Linked DNA regions of Mus musculus: all the other regions are linked to region 1. Evidence: chromatin contacts called from public HiChIP or PLAC-seq and promoter capture Hi-C data. All regions are on one chromosome and are shown on one strand. The core of a region is the stretch at or near the end of the contact, and the rest is flanking DNA. Distances in the headings are between cores, read along the strand shown. Region 1 holds the start of Syne2 (spectrin repeat containing, nuclear envelope 2). Region 2 holds the start of Mpp5 (membrane protein, palmitoylated 5 (MAGUK p55 subfamily member 5)). Region 3 holds the start of Six4 (sine oculis-related homeobox 4).

Region 1 (2,541 bases), core at 25-2,524:
CTCAGACTTGCTATGTGGCTGAGGCAAGCCTTGATTTCCCAATCCTCCTGTCCCCACCTCCTGAGTGTTGGATTACAAGTGGGCACCATCACTTCATGTTTATATGAAGTGCTGAGGATCAAAGCTAGGCAAGCAGGCTACCCACTGAACCACACCTCGAGCTCCGCCCACCAAGCCATTACGGGATGCATAGCAAATAGTCTAAGAACTTGGAAGGTCAGAGTGAACCTAGAATACAAGAAATGCCATGCAGATATAGTACGGCGAAAAAAGACAATAAAGCATGTATTTTCACAGTTTACTTGTGTCACCTCAATACTCGCAGAGAGGAGAGTGTGGATAGAATTAAAACCTACGTTTCCCGGAAACATGGATTAGCTGAACCCACTGTCGTCAAACTTTTAATCTTCGACCCTTACCATTTAATTTGGGCCATCAGTAGCGCACTAAGCAATCCAGATAAGATTCTGCAGCTACACAATATGCATGAGGCGGGACTTGCATGAAGTTAAATTTGATTGCGATAGAAACTCAGGCCACTGCCTCTTTGTGATTTAACAGTGAAGTGATGCGTTGGTGTCTGACTTCAAGAGTCTTAATACTATAACAGCGACTCGAAACGCGAGTGGGAGTCAGGTGATGTCATCCTGAGTTCACAGGATTGAGTAATTTGCTGGAAAATCCAACTGACACCTACAGGACAGATTCCCAGGGACCCACTTTCTCCTGAATGTCGTTGTTTGAGGCGGCTCTCCTCAGCCCATCCTGCAGGCTGGCACGCGCGGGGCGGGGGGGGGGGGGACAGGGAAATAGGGTGGGGGGTGTCACTTATCTGCATTGTTAAATAAGCACCTCCTTATCTTACCTCCGTAGGTGAGGTCGAGGTCTGGGCTTCCTGACACTCTTAAGAAGCCGATGAAAAGTCCATGTTTCTCTAAGGCTCCACCTGGGTTCAAGGACCGGATCGCGGTCGGCTCGCTGATTTGTAGATCTAGGCATCCACCCACCGTGAAGAAGTGAAACCCGCCTGAAAAGTGTTCTAGGAGAGTCGGCCTCCCCTTTGTCTCCAGCTGCGGGTAGGCACGGAGGCGGAGGCTCGTGAACCTGCGTTCGGAGTTAGTTCCTCACTCCCGCCACCTGCAAGGGTCTGTAAGGCGGAGGGAAAGTTGCGGTGGCCGCAGGGAGGCGGCTCCGCCCCCAGTGCGCTGCTCCGGGCGGCGGCGAGCGCGGGACTGGGCGGGCCGGGAGGGCGCGGGGCGTGGTCTGTAGCCTCCAGTCCAGAGCGGAGCGCGCTCGGCTGCGCCGCAAGCCTTCGGCCGCACGGAAGAGCGAGCGGGAGAGCGATCGAGGGGCGCCATCGAGGCAGCGAGGCGAGGGGGGCGCGGAGTAGGTCGGGTCGAACTCCGGCCCTCGCCTCCCGGCCGGGCAGACAACGGTGAGCGCAGCCGCGGGGGGCTCCGCGCCCTAAAGCGCCCTGCGAGAGCGGGAGGGCGGGGAAGAGGCGGGCACGAGCCCTGCGGAGTCCCCAGAGCCCAGCGGGGAGCCCGGGGGGCCCACGGGAGTCTCTGGATGCCCGGCTCCCAGCTGGGCCGTGGGAAACTTCACCCGGGAGGGGACAGCGGGGCGCGCGGGGCGCTGTAAACTTAGCGGCGGGCGGGGCACCCTGGGGATCGCGGCGAGCGCCAGCGATTGGCGTTGGTGTCCCGGGCTTCTTTGTGTCACCTCCGGGCCCGGCCCGCGGGTGCACCCAGCTCGGCCCCGGGACTCCCCACTGTCCCCCTATCCCGGTCCAGGCGGGCGCGCTCGGCTGATTGTTTGCATTCCTCGCGTCACGCCTGGGCGGGAAAGATTTCGAACCGGGTGTTAGAACACTGAAGCCGCGGCGCAGAGATTGCAAAACCACGGGCGGCGGGAGGCTAGCCCCGGGGACCGGAGAACCTGCAGCCGGGGCGCACACTGTGGACAGGACGCGGGACCCTTGCGTTGGAAGAGAAGAGGCGGGCGCGGCGGCCCTGAGTCTCGGCGGGCGGAGAGGGGGCGCTGGGACCGCGGGGATTATAATTCCATTTTGATCGCTTGCGGTCTTTGTTGTCTGTACAATTGCCTTTAGGGTCTGACGGTAGCACCTGGTCCTCCTTACGGTCTCTCTCTTGAGGTCTGAAAAGATGCCCAGTGTGGGAGGGGGCCCGTGGATTGCATCCAGGGCTGCTGGCCACAGGAGCCGCTGCCTGAGATGGAGGTGGAGAAGTCCAGTGTAACACTTGCCTTTGTGGACGCGCCTTATTTCCGAAAGTTGTTTTCCCCTCCCCTAGTGGAAGGGAGCGTCGGGACGGAGTGGCAGCAGGCGCGGTTGTGCACAGGCACCATGTAGTAGCTCGAGGCAAACCGGGGAGGCTCTCAGTAACCGTGGGACTTAACAAATGTTTGAAAAGTTTTATTTGAAGCAACTCCACCTGCTTCCCTAAAAGTTTCCATCCCCCAAAGCTCTTGCTGGAGGTAATTCTGTGGCTGAGCTCGAATGTTCGGGTGGGGGCACAGTTA
Region 2 (2,541 bases), core at 14-2,513, 2.9 Mb after region 1:
TCTTTGTGAAGATGAACTAAGCAGACAGTTCAGTTACATATATTTGGAAGTTGTCCGTCTGTACTCAAAGTCCACTGAGGTATGTTTGACAGAAGGAAAGAGGTCTTTAGTGGTATGTAAAAAAGTCCTGTCCTTGGCTCTGCCTTACTAACACCAATAAACAACGTTAAGTACTTAATAAAATGTCAGTAAGATTTGAATTTGATGATCCAGGAAGAGAAGGATTTCGCCCTCCCCCCACCCCCCAAAAAAAGTTGTGCTTACTTCAGAGGGCATAGTATTCCTTGGGGACACTAACAACCCATAAGAGGAAAAAGGTAGGTAGGAGCCTGGGTATATTGGGAATGGTGCTTAAAAACCACGGTGGGAGGAAATAAAGACATGATTAATTGCATATACGAAGGCACAGAGGGACAGTTGTCTACGACATGTGCCCCTGAGAAAACTCAACAGGCTGAAGCAATGGATTTAGGTCCAGCAGAAGAGGTTTCTACATAGAACATATTTCTGTTTGCTCCAAATCCAGTTCCTCGCGCACACTTTCATAGCACTTTCCGTGCCCACCCTTCCCAGATGGTGGCATAGGTGTGTCCTGACAGCATGGACTCGCGCTGGGACTAGCCTAAGTAACTCCCAATCCTCTCCGGAGAATTCTGTGACAACTGTGGCCTTTGACATCCTTCCTGGTTTTCAGAAAGGAGTCGTCTGTGGAATCAGGGAATTGTGTGGAACTTTATACACAACCAGGTGTTGGCGTCACGGTTGTTTTGAGCATTAGCATTTTTGATGTGCCTGACAGGACAACAGGGGTCTCTTCCAAGGGAATCGGATTTTTCTCAGGAGATGACCGCTTCCCAGGCCCCGTCGAGCCTTAGCGGCTTCCGAGTCCGTCTCAGGGAAGCACGGCGACCCCACACAGAGGCGAGGAGGTGGGCTGAGGCAGCGAAGCGACTCAGCGGTTAGAACGAACGCTTCGCAGTTCGAGGCGGGTGAGTGCGCGCGGCCGAGCCCCCGGGAGGCGGGGGGGGGGAAGAGCGGACCAATCAGCGGGCCCTCTCCCCACGCGCGCTCAGGATTGGACGATCCGTTCCAGCCTCTCTCCGGGCCGTGGGCGGGCCGCGCCAGGAACGGCCTGGGATAGGCGCGCCCGCTGCGCCAGCGTCCCAGGGGCGCGTGCGCGGTCTCGCGTCAGCCGCGGGGGCCGGTCTCGCGCGGCCTCGAGGAGGAGTTGCTGGCGACGGCGGCGACGGAGGAGGCTGGCGGTGAGGAGGGGGCGGGGACTGGAGACTCCGAGGTGGGAGGAATCGGGAGTTTCTGGATTCTTTATCCAGTGTTTTGAGGGCCGCCAGACGGAGGGCTGTTGCTTGGGCTGCGTTGAGGAGCGAGGGAGGGAGAGAGGATCGGCGGCCGCCGGGGCTTGGAGGTAAGGGGCGGACCCGCAGCGCCCGGGCTGTGGCGATCTTAATCAACAGGTTCCCGGGAGCGCGGCGGGGGAGGGGCGGCGGGGCTCGCACCCCCTCCCAGACCCGCCGCACCGCCAGGGTTCCCTGGGGAGAGCCCCAGGCTGAGCCGGGCGCCGCGGTGGCAGCCCAACCTTTGTCCCTCGGAGGGACGCTCCCCGCGCGATGCCGGTTGGTTCCCTGGGCCGGGGGGTGGGGGTGGGGGGGACGCACCTTGGCGCGGTGGCGGGCCACCCCGCCGGACTTGCCGGGGGCACGGCAGGGAGTCGTCTCGCTGCGCCCAGGCCCGGAGTTCGCGAGTCTCTGGGACTCTTCCCTCACCCCACCCCTGGCCGGATCGGGGAACCAGCCTGGGAAACACTTTCCCGTGGAAGACGGAATGCAGCCAGCGTTCCGGTGCCTGAGTCAGCCCCTGGTGTTCTGCTACTCATTGCGTTCTGCGGATAAACAGTTCCTGCTTCCTTGTGACCACTGCTAAAGAGTAGTGCGTTCTCAGAACTTAGACGGAGATTGTCCGGTGAACTTTGAAGCCTGTAAATGCTTGGTAGAGCTACTTTCAATGAATGCCGCTCGGAACGATCCTTATTGTAAATTACGTAACTGACTAAGGATAGCTCTCTCCTTCTGTCCAGCTGACTGACACACAGTAATGTGTGTGGAATTTAGATTCGGCCGAAAAGTTTTCCATGACACTTTACTCTAAAATGAATGCAGCACCTACGAGGGTTTTTACTTAGTGTGTTGTGTCTAATTTAGAGTTTCAAGAGTTTAAATTCTGAAAGCCAGTGTAGCAAGAATTCTAAAGTTTTGATTTAGCGGATAAGGTGGAAGGTATTTCTGGTTTTAATAAGGCACTGTAATGTTTTAATGATACTATTCTAATTATCCTTTTAAATTATGCCAGAAATTAATAACTTGTTAACTTTTGCAACAGTAACAAATTATGTGGTGTGCTGGTGTCTTTGAAGTATAGGTATTGGTGGGAATGAACACTATCCTTTCTTGACGAGCTGTTTCTATAGTATTTCTGTGGACACGATTTCTTGTTTTAAAGATCATTCTAAACTGTAATAGCAGGCTT
Region 3 (2,541 bases), core at 22-2,521, 2.7 Mb before region 1:
CGGCAGCGTGCGCACACATTCCCTAAAAGAACCAAGGCGAGAGTGGCAACTTCAAAGGCAGCAGGATGGGGGTGGGAAGCCGGGCAGCAGTGACCAGCCGAGGTGGGGGCGGGGACTGGACCTAAGAGGGCGACCAGAAACTTCTGGGGGCAGGAGGGGGAGGGTTAGGAGGGAGGATCCCCCGCCCGCTCGTTGCCACCGTCGTCCCCCCTACCACCCCGGTAGGGAAGCGAGGTGGGGGGCGGGGAGAGGTGGGCAGCCGGACCAGGCTGGTGGGGAAGGTAAGCGCCATGTTTTCGAGCGCTAGGAGGAAAAGAAAGCTGGGAAAGGGTGGGGGGAGGAAGGGGGAGGAGGAAAGTTGGCGCTCACCTTTTGGACTGGGTCTCGGAGGGGTTTCGGTCACGCTGCCGCCGGTTCTTGAACCAGTTGCTGACCTGGGTGAGGGAGAGGCCGGTGATCTTGGCCAGGTGCCGCTTCTCAGCCGGCGAGGGGTAGCGATTCTGCTTGTAGAGCTCCTTGAGCGCGTTGCGCGACTTCTCCTTGAAACAATACACCGTCTCCTCGCCGTCCCAGATGGTGCGGGGCAAGGGGAATTTCCTGCGCAGCCGGTACTTGTCCACGGCGCCCAGCGGCCGGCCGCGCGCTCGCTCGGCCTCGGTGTAGCGCGCCTTGTACCAGAGCTGCTGCAGCAGCGGATGGTTGGCCGACTCGAAGCTGTGGCTCTCGAGGATGCTGTACAACTCAGGGTAGATGCCCTGGTGGAAGGCCACGAGCGCTCGCGCCTTCAGAAGGCTCTCGTTGCCACGTAGCAGATCGCTCTGGGGCAGGGACCAAAGAAACCGGGCCAGGCGGTCCAGGTTGCCCCCCTGCTGCAACGCCTCGCACACGCAGGCGACATGGTCCGGCGAGAAGGCCAGTGGGGGCTGCGCGGCGGCTGCGTGCTGGTGCCTGCCCAGAAGTTCCGAGTGGAGTTGTACCTGATCTGCCGCTCCCGCCGCCGCTGCCCCTTCCTCCCGGCTTACCCTGGAGGCAGCCGCGGCGTCCCCCGGCTCCAGGGGGAAAGGAGCTGGAGCCGGGGGGCTCAGCCCAGCCGCCGCGCCCCCCGCCACTTCTCGGTGCGCCTCCTGTCCTTCCGAGGCGCTTTCCATCCCATTCTCCTGCTTGATGTCCGCCGCACTTGCAATCTGCCCGGTGGGGGAGGAAGAGGACATTTTTTGTTGTTTATTTTCCTCCCTCCCTCACTCCCTCGCACTCTTTTCCTCTTTCTTTCCCCCTCTCTTACTCCTCCTTCTTCGCCTCCCTCCCCCTCCCCCCTCCGGAAAGCCCACTCCCTCCCTCCCGGTTTCGGCTGGATCTGGCCGATCAGGTTTCCCCCAGGCCACGCAGTCACCATTAAGATAGCTGCTAGAGCAAAGTAGTGTAAACGGATAGCTGCTTTCTGCCGTTCCCCCAACGTGACTCCTCCGGTTGCTGCATACTATATGGCACTGGCCGCCCGGCCGGCCCGGCCGAGCCACCCCATTGGCTATTTCGCATTCAGTGGGAGGAGGAGACACCGTTTCTATCCCTGTCGATCACCCGCCTCCCACTCCACCCCTTGCCTTTCCCTCTCTCCCTGACCCCCAGGCACCTTTACCTGCCGGAAAACACCGACATTCTTTTCTGGCCAAGCTTCTGAATGGGCAGTTATTTAGTGTGGCCTGAAAATTGGACAGCTCTTTCAAAGAAAGGCCCAGTGATTCCCAAGGGAATACTAATCGCGTGACCTTAAAGTCTGGACAGCTAAAATTTTAACAAAGAGACCACCCTCAGTATGTAGATAACAAAACTTCAGAGACTAATTCCGAAGCTCCCCAGCACCTCCTCCCCCCACCCCCCAAACTAAGGGATGTCTTTATTAAGGATGTGTATTCAAGAGTCAAGAACAGCACTAAGGAATGCTCTGATAGAGAAGCATTGGTAGTAATGAAAATTCCGGAGGGGGAGATCTTGAAAAACCTTGAAATGAGCAGTGTGTGTAGCCCACCGAGATGACAAAGGCAAGAAGCATTAAAAAAAAAAAAAGGCAGAAACCCTGAGATGGACCTAATACAAATAAGCATATAGAAAATAAACCTGGATGTTTATACTGGGTAAGTAGTATAGAAGAGAGCTAAATTATAATGGACTAGGGCATAAATCTATTTACCATAGTAGAAACATTCAAAATGTGGATACCATCAGCACCCCCCTACACACACACACACACACACACACACACACACACATACACACACACACACACACACACACACACACGATGTGGTGCTGGAATGGATAAATAGTTTCTCTTTGAAGGTGATAGATAGGTCTGGGAAGAACACCATCTCTATATGCGGGTCTATTGGAAGAGATCCGGACAGAATCAGCAACCCTTGCTAGGATTGCTCCGCCAGGGTTGAGGCTGAAGGGAGGAGGTGCAATGTGGCTATCTTCAGTTGGGATTCTGTCCTTCATGGTTTGCATGAGGTCTTAGCTCAGAGAGGGATGGTGAGCCTGTCT

What was found. Promoter capture Hi-C pulls out the DNA fragments that hold promoters and counts their contacts. HiChIP or PLAC-seq counts read pairs in DNA pulled down with a chosen protein or histone mark.
Region 2: a promoter capture Hi-C map of pre-B cells shows a contact between it and region 1, with 6 times the contacts expected there. The contact joins the promoter of Mpp5 here to the promoter of Syne2 in region 1. A contact is called at or near these places in 1 of 39 promoter capture datasets (pre-B cells) and 1 of 115 datasets of contacts at active chromatin or transcription factors (astrocytes).
Region 3: an H3K27ac HiChIP or PLAC-seq map of embryonic stem cells shows a contact between it and region 1, with 4 times the contacts expected there. The contact joins the promoter of Six4 here to the promoter of Syne2 in region 1. A contact is called at or near these places in 1 of 39 promoter capture datasets (cranial neural crest) and 1 of 115 datasets of contacts at active chromatin or transcription factors (embryonic stem cells).

The regions. Positions count from the first base shown.
Region 1 is chr12:75,817,044-75,819,584 of GRCm38.p6, forward strand. It overlaps Syne2 (spectrin repeat containing, nuclear envelope 2), which reads left to right and starts at 1,275. Exons shown (of 116, transcript NM_001005510.2): 1 at 1,275-1,435. Gm40447 (collagen alpha-1(II) chain-like) reads right to left here. Exons shown (of 7, transcript XM_011244246.1): 1 at 2,454-2,541; 2 at 866-2,308. The coding sequence ends at 1,040.
Region 2 is chr12:78,747,684-78,750,224 of GRCm38.p6, forward strand. It overlaps Mpp5 (membrane protein, palmitoylated 5 (MAGUK p55 subfamily member 5)), which reads left to right and starts at 1,264. Exons shown (of 15, transcript NM_019579.3): 1 at 1,264-1,423.
Region 3 is chr12:73,111,974-73,114,514 of GRCm38.p6, forward strand. Six4 (sine oculis-related homeobox 4) reads right to left here and starts at 1,272. Exons shown (of 3, transcript NM_011382.3): 1 at 370-1,272. The coding sequence starts at 1,211. It also overlaps a transcript of Mnat1 not described here.